2 separate regions of the Bicyclus anynana genome follow, and region 2 is linked to region 1. The links are chromatin contacts, called in public Hi-C maps. All regions are on one chromosome and are shown on one strand. Each heading gives the region's core, a stretch centred on a gene start, on an enhancer-like site or on the middle of the called end of the contact. The rest is flanking DNA. Distances are from core to core; before and after follow the strand shown. Region 1 overlaps LOC112047339 (four and a half LIM domains protein 2). Region 2 has its middle 7.9 kb from the start of LOC112047392.

Region 1 (3,802 bases), core at 668-3,167:
CTTAACGTTCATCGGCTCTTTGATCTGTGCGTTGCGAATTTCCACTTCTGCTTCGCGACTAGCTGAGCTATGTCGGTGACTTAGTGTTCTTTTGCGGATCTCCTCATTTCTGATTCGATCACGCAGAGAAACTCCGAGCTCGCTCCATCGCCCGCAGACTTGGAGCCTTCTTATGAGGGCCGAAGTTAGCGCCCAAATCTCGGATCCGTAAGTCATCACTGGCAACACGCACTGTTCGAAAATTTTCATCTTCAGATACCTAATGAGGAATTTTGGACTCAAAGATGATCAATCCATCTCAGCTCCATCGATATCGTGATCGAATTGGTGATGAAATACAAAAAAAAAACAAAGTAACCGAAACAGTTGCAATGAAGTTGCAATGGGCCGTGGTACATAGTTCGAAGCGATCGATGGTTCGAATGCCAAGGCTGTGGCCAAGGTGATGAAATATTGACCCCTCTAGGTGGACTTATATCATTAAGCAGGCTGCAGGGAGCCATTTACCCCTCGGTGACGCCGCTGAGGTCCCATAAGGAGCCTACGGCCTAGCCTACATACACTATTAGAAAAAAAAGGGAGGCATTGGATGCCGGCTAAGGCCGTGGTATTTGGAAGTCGGCACAAGAGCACTGGACGGAGATAATCCATCAGAGATAATGATCATCAAGATTAGCAACTCACTTTCGGCTCACTGTTGAGCACGGGTCTCCTCTCACAACGAGAGGGGTTAGGCCAATAGTCCACCACACTGGCCTAATGCGGATTGGCAGACTTCACACACGTAGAGATTTAAGAAAATTCTCTGGTGTGCAGGTTTTCTCACGATATTTTTCCTTCACCGTTTGAGATACGTGATATTTAATTTCTTAAAATGCACATTACTGAAAAGTTGGAAGTGCGTGCCCCGGACCGGATTTGTACCTAGGCCTTTCAAATCGAAGGTAAAGGTCATATCCACTGGGCTATCACGGCTCGAGATAATGATAATGACTGCTAATTAGGGCCGGAGCATATCTGGCAAGGCGCGGTCATCATCATCATTATCTTCACATCAGCCAATGTACGTTCAGACTTGTAACCAGCGGCTTCTTGTGTCACTTTTTAACCGACTTCAAAAAAAGGAGGAGGTTCTCAATTCAAAGCGTATGTTAAAAATTCTTCCAGATTGGTCCCATTTAATTTTCATGAAAATCGCTTTAGTAATTTTGTGTTAAAATGACAATAACGAAATTTCCCGTACCGTGACTGCCAAGCGCCATAGTACGGGTCATTTCATTATTTTCATTTTAACCCAAAATTACTAAACCAATTTCTATGAAAATTAAATGCTAGGAGTCTAAGACACACTAAAAACAGAAAAATAAAATATTTTTAACAAACAAATTGATCCGACTTCATAATCCCAAAAAAGTAATAATGTTAAACCGAAGTAATGTTTACATCGGTACCGAGAAGGACGGTCGGCGAATGTAGGAAGTTTTAGTAGTAGGGCACCGAGTATCAAATACTCAACGGTGAAGTCAGACATAGTCATCCAGGATACCTGGATTTCATCTATGAGGATATCCTCCTACAATAAAAAAAAAGTCTATCATAGTGGAGGAAGGATCGACCAACTGAAAACAAGAAATATGTATCCCGCCAATTATAACTTTAGTTTTGCTACTTGTTTAGTTATTTCAGTAACTTTGTCCGTCATTCTAATTTAGCAGGTAGGTAGCAGGCAGGGTATTTTAAAAAGGTATATATATGTAGACTGAAGTTTAATAATCAATTTCAGAAGTTCAAAACACTCAGACGATCAAAAAGAAATTAAAATAATTTTTAAAAAGTATGAATTGTTACTACTCACCACTAGATGGCGGAACAAAGTTATGGTTCATTCATAAATTTGTAACTTCGAAACAAACCTTCCATTTGTGACAACTGAGATAGTTCACTAGGGTACACGTAGATGGCAGCACCAAATTTTAAAATCTTCTGAATGATGAAGAACTTTAATTAAAAATTGGTTACGATAAATCTATTAGCTACAACATTTATTAGTAAAACGCTAAAACATCATTTAAGAATTACTTTACTACCATTCAATTTAATTTTACAAATTGTCTAAATGAATGCGTGCCTATAGTCTAGGATCAGTGGAGCATTTTTACTATTGATTAATATCAAGTTAATTTTCCGTGATTAGCTTCATCTTGATGAGACGCTCAACTTTTTTATTTACGAAAATTCTTGATTCTTCTTTACTAACCAGATATTTTTTACAGTTGCTTAATTAATAGTTATACAACTTAGCAACCACAATGCGTCAATGCCCTACGAATTGCGTAATACATTACCTACTTCTGACGCTCAGAAATTTTTATTGCCTTATTATATACTCACGGAAAATTAAATTGATAGTAATCAATTGTAAAAATGCTCCACGGATCCTGGGCTACTACCTAATTAAGTTTAGTCTAGGAAGTTGACATCGTTGTTTTGACTGTTTTTTTTTTATTAAGTGGTCAGAAATAGGAACGACAACAACAAATCGCCACCACTAACAAGGGACTTAACAAGCAATTCTGCCCGAGGGTGTTGCAATTTGTCAAGCCATTTACGATAGACACCATTTAGCCCTATTGTTTGCATGATCGTAAAGTCTCCACACCCACTGGTTCAACCACTATGGCGAGACCTATTCTTTTCTTTGCAATTCCGCTAAGATCGCTAGTGATTGGGGGTCGACGTATAATTGTCGTGTAAAGCCCGTACGCCCACAGACAGGTGACCATTATCACGTCACTTTCGCAATTGAATCGTAACAATATAAAAAGGCGCTAGTCCGACGCGACCACCGCAACACGAACTACCCTCCGAAACTTCCTTTTGTTTGTGTTATTAGTCGTAATAACGTGTGTCAGGAAGAAGTTTACATAGATGTAATGGTGCAGTGTTCGGATTGTCTCACATTTGTACACATCGAAACACTTAATAAATATAAATAAAACGTGTTTTTACTTACTAAGTAATAATGTCAATCTATTCCATAAAGTCCGTTTAGGTTTGGATGTTGTTTTAAGATGACGTAGGTACCAAGTACGTTTGTGTGTGTAAACTAAATATTCTTTTAAAGAAGTTTTAGATTTGCACACTAAACAAAAAAAAAGTTGAAAATTGCTTTCAATTAAAATTCGTATAAACAATTTAAGGAACTGAAAAATTTTGTCAATTAAATAAAGTGACTATGTCAATTAAAAAGGAATCTAGACTGAAATGAATTGGGAAAGTGTTTTGCTAGTAATAAAGGCATTTTTTACTCTGAGTAAACTGAATAGAATAAACATGTACAACCTGAAACGTAGAAGAGAATCCGTCGCATCAGTTTACAGAAAAACAACCAAATTCTTAACGACTAACACAGCGAGCTTGTTAAAAAAAATGCCGAATACACGGAAATATAATCTATTAGCTAGAATAGTGGAGGACAATCTGGCAAACGAACAACCTGGAGTAAACAATGATGAAGTAGGTGAAGACGATGATTGTTGTGATCTAGGAGAGAGAGACTTAGACTATTACTTAGGAGTCAAAGAGAAAGAAACGTGTTGGAGAGATCTAGGTGGAAGAGAACAAATTAGAAAGGACTACCTTCTGTATCATTGCGGGGTCACGGAGGAAGATTATGAGAAATTGTACAAAAGAACAGTAAAAGCAAAACCGTGCATAACACATCCAAGATTTAAACAAGTGCCTTTCAAAATTCACAAGAAGCAAAAGAAAGCCAATAGCTTCAGAGAAGAAGTGACAGAAT
Region 2 (3,802 bases), core at 602-3,101, 99 kb before region 1:
ACCGTCAATTATTCTCATGTTTCTGCAGCGCAAACGGCAGCGAAGACGTTTCATAAGTCGAGCCGTCATGCACGCAGCGACCAATACACGACGATCAATCAGTTATAGTCGTGGGTGCTGCAGAAACGTGAGAATAATTGATCGTCAATGGCGTGCAGAAAACTATAAAGTTAAAACGCCAATTATCAATGTAATGTAAAGACCACGCGAGCTTTAGCGTTTTATGTTTCGTTGTAAAGACTTGGGTGACGTAATAAATAGTTAAATTTGTCGGTAGGTGAATATTATGGCCCTGGAAGTGACGTCATCGACTACGATTACGTATTACTCTATTTCTTGTTCACGTCGTCGCGCTAAATAAAGCCCTTTAGTCTTTACTTTGTTTGTGGGAACATCACTACGTTAATACTTAGCGAGGTAACTACTATTATACCTTTTTTGATGGCCTTTCTGGCGCACTTGCTATAGTCAGATCGGGTAGGTATTCAACTCCTCCTAACAAGTAAGCCCGCTTCTATCTTAGATTGCATCATCAGTTACCATAGAGAGGTGAGACTGAAATCAAGGGCTAACATGTAAAGAATAACAAAAATAAAATAGAAATATTTTCAAATTAAACGTCACGTTATCTTTTAGTGAATTAGAAGTTGTGATTGACTGACTACTTACTACACAAACCTGAATTTTTAGGGAGTTTTTTAGACGACGAAAACGATTACAACAATGAAACATCGATACAATCGATCGGTTGTTTGACAGAGAGGCAACGTCTTGCGAGTCAGGTCTTTCTATAATTGGTCCGAGATAATTAATTTATTGTATGTGAATCCGGACTCAAAAGGGCTAGAACCCAGAGCCGTAAAGCTTATTATTAAAAATAAAATGTATGTGAATCGAAACGAAAAGTGTCGCTTTAGAAAAAAGAAATATAAAAAAGAACCTTTTTGAGTACTATTATTGTTGTGTAAAAAACCTAAACTTGTGGACTATAGTGTTGTGGTTCTCAACAGAGAGATCCGGGGTTTGATTCCCAGTTCGAGTCGGTTAAGGATTTTATATTTTTTAAATGTGATCAGGTTTGGTCTACCGTGGATAGTTACTACCCCATACCGACAAAAACTTACGCCAAGCGATTTAGCGTTCCGGTACGATGCCGTGTAGAAACCGTCAGAACTATGTATGGATAGAACTTGTTCCTCTTTCAAGTCCGCTTCTATCTTAGATTACATCGTCACATAAAACGTGAGATAACAATCAAGGGCTAACTTGTAATACTAATATTATAAAGGGGTTTTGTATGTCTGTCTATTTTTTGTCCGGACTCCGGACTAATCTCTGGAACAACTGAACTGATTTTAACAGAACTTTTACTGCAAGATAAAGATATTAAACTACATTATTATTATAGGCTATTTTATAAACAAGAAACATCAATGGTTCCACTGAATTTTACGCGTACAAAGTCGCGGGCATCCACTACTTTAAAATAAAATGTAAATTTCAGTTTTTTAATCAATATTTTAACGTTTATTCAGTATCTGAACGTTCAATATCTCAATATTGGCCTGACCAAAAAATAAAAAAAAAAACAAATTCTAATTCCGCAACAGTGGTTAAAAAAATACATGTGGTGCCCCCAATGAGGACCTTTCACATTTTATATTTCAGGTTATTTCTTTTTAATTTCTTTTTTATTTATTGAGAAAGAATACAAAGGAACTTATGCCAAGTTACCTATCAAACTATACAAATCTAGAACTTTTTAATACAACTATTGCCATCTAGTAATGAATATAAATTTAGTATTTTAGCTACTCGCCGCCAGATGGTGCTATTTGTTATATTTTAAAAATGACTCAATAGATGGCGCTATACTTTTTACGAGCTATGTGATCTTTTGAGCACTAACTTCTTATAAAAGCATAATAATGGTAATAAGTAAAGTCGAAAACTTAAAGTCACGACTTACTTATGTAGTAAGAAGTTATCAAACGACAACAAGTCTCTCTGTAACCGTACCATAATAGAAACAGTTAATGAAAACGATGCGATGAAACTATGAAGTCACTGCAATGCGCCGCACTATTACGGTAGGCGTCCACATATCCGCATCGTAAGTACACATCGGACGCATGGCATCAAACGGATTTTAGTATTCTTAGTATAGAAAAGGGTTTCTCAAACTTTCGGCTCCACGAACCTCTGTTAAAATTTCCAATTGACAGCGAACCCCTTACTAACGCTTACTAACGAACCTCCTCCTCCTCCCCAAAAAAAAAATATTTTGACTGCTAAAGAAAATAAGGTTTTTATTTGAATAAAAGGTAACACATAAAGTACTAAAAGAAATGTTTTTGTAATATTAATGTGATGGGTGTGCTTCTTTCTTGTCGCAAATGGATTTAATGTTAGGGGGTTCGCGTACCCCACTTTGAGAAACCCTGCTATAGAAAGTCATACAAGTGCGTCCACTGATCCGCATCTTACGGATTTTTCCTACCGAAAAATTAAAAATCCGTTTGATCCGATGCGTCCGATACGTACGATACGGATCAGTGGAAGCCTACTATAATAGAACAGTTAATGAAAACGATGCGATTTGCGTATGAAAGTATGAAGTCCCGCAATGCGCTGCACAGCGTCCACATATCCACATTGTACACATTGGATGTATGGTATCAAACGGATTTAACTATACTTACTATAAAAAGTTATAAAAGTGCGTCCACTGATCCGCATCGTGGGGAACGCATCAAACGGATTTTTTCTACCGTAAAATAAAAAATTCGTTTGTTGAGACGAGTCTGATACATACGATGCGGATCAGTGGACGCCTACCACAATAGAACAGTTAATGAAAACGACGCGATTTGCGTATGAAAGTATGAAGTCACCGCAATGCGCCGCACCATTATCCGCCGAGGTCTATGGTAATGTATCAACACAAGCTGAGGGAGAAAATGACCCACTTCCTCTGTAACCGGATTAATTTCATTCGTAAGGTTTCAATGAATCCGATACGCGACATTAAGCAGCGCTATTATTGGTATGCCTCTATGGTACACTGGTTAGCCTATGTGGTCTTAGAAAACGAGGTCCTGGGTTCAAATTAGTGGTATTAGTACGGTAAGTAACTGCGCAATTTGGACCGTGACGTCTAATTTTTAAAAAGAATATTTGTCATTACCATTACCATTTCCCTCTAACTAATCATGAAGGACTACTTGGAGGAATTATATTTAGAATTTACGTTTTACGGGGATCGAACCACCATTGATGACTCCGACTGCTTAACCGTTGAGCTAAAAGGCTTTTGCTAAGTATATAGGGTTTTTTTTAATATTCACTACTACTACACTACTTTAATATTAACACAATGTGGAGTAAAAAAATAAAGTAAATGGTAGGTAACATCATTCGACATTGCCTATTCCGGCCGATAGAGATCCACTAAACATTATGCGAACTAGCTGCCTCGTTTTGTCGAGTGTAAAATTTACGTAAATTTACGGGGATCGAACCACCGACTCCGTAACTCCGACTGCTTTATCGTTGAGCTACTATGGCTCTTTCTAAGTAAATAGCATTTTTTAATATTCACTCATATCGTATGTTAATATTAACATAATGTGGAATAAAAAATATGAAAAATGGTAGCATCATTGGACATTGTCTATTCCGGCCGATAGAGATCCATTAAACATTATGCGATCTAGCTGCCTCGTTATGTGGAGTATTTCATTCATCATAAGCATCATTAACAGCCGATGGACGTCCGCTGCTAGTGCTAGGACCTGCCTGG

Evidence for each region. A called contact is a pair of places that touch in the nucleus more often than the background predicts.
Region 2: a contact with region 1 is called in a Hi-C map of whole body, with 5 times the contacts expected there. The contact joins two enhancer-like sites. A contact is called at or near these places in 2 of 2 Hi-C or Micro-C datasets (whole body and whole larva).

What each region holds. Positions count from the first base shown.
Region 1 is chr7:1,525,461-1,529,262 of ilBicAnyn1.1, reverse strand. All of the region lies in intron 1 of LOC112047339 (four and a half LIM domains protein 2), which reads left to right. Among protein-coding and RNA genes, the nearest start is that of LOC112047341, 30 kb to the left of the region's middle. Within about 2 kb of position 1,917, at least 6 of the 8 cell types and tissues checked have open chromatin away from gene starts, as enhancers often do.
Region 2 is chr7:1,623,985-1,627,786 of ilBicAnyn1.1, reverse strand. No RefSeq gene overlaps it. Among protein-coding and RNA genes, the nearest start is that of LOC112047392, 7.9 kb to the left of the region's middle. Within about 2 kb of position 1,851, at least 6 of the 8 cell types and tissues checked have open chromatin away from gene starts, as enhancers often do.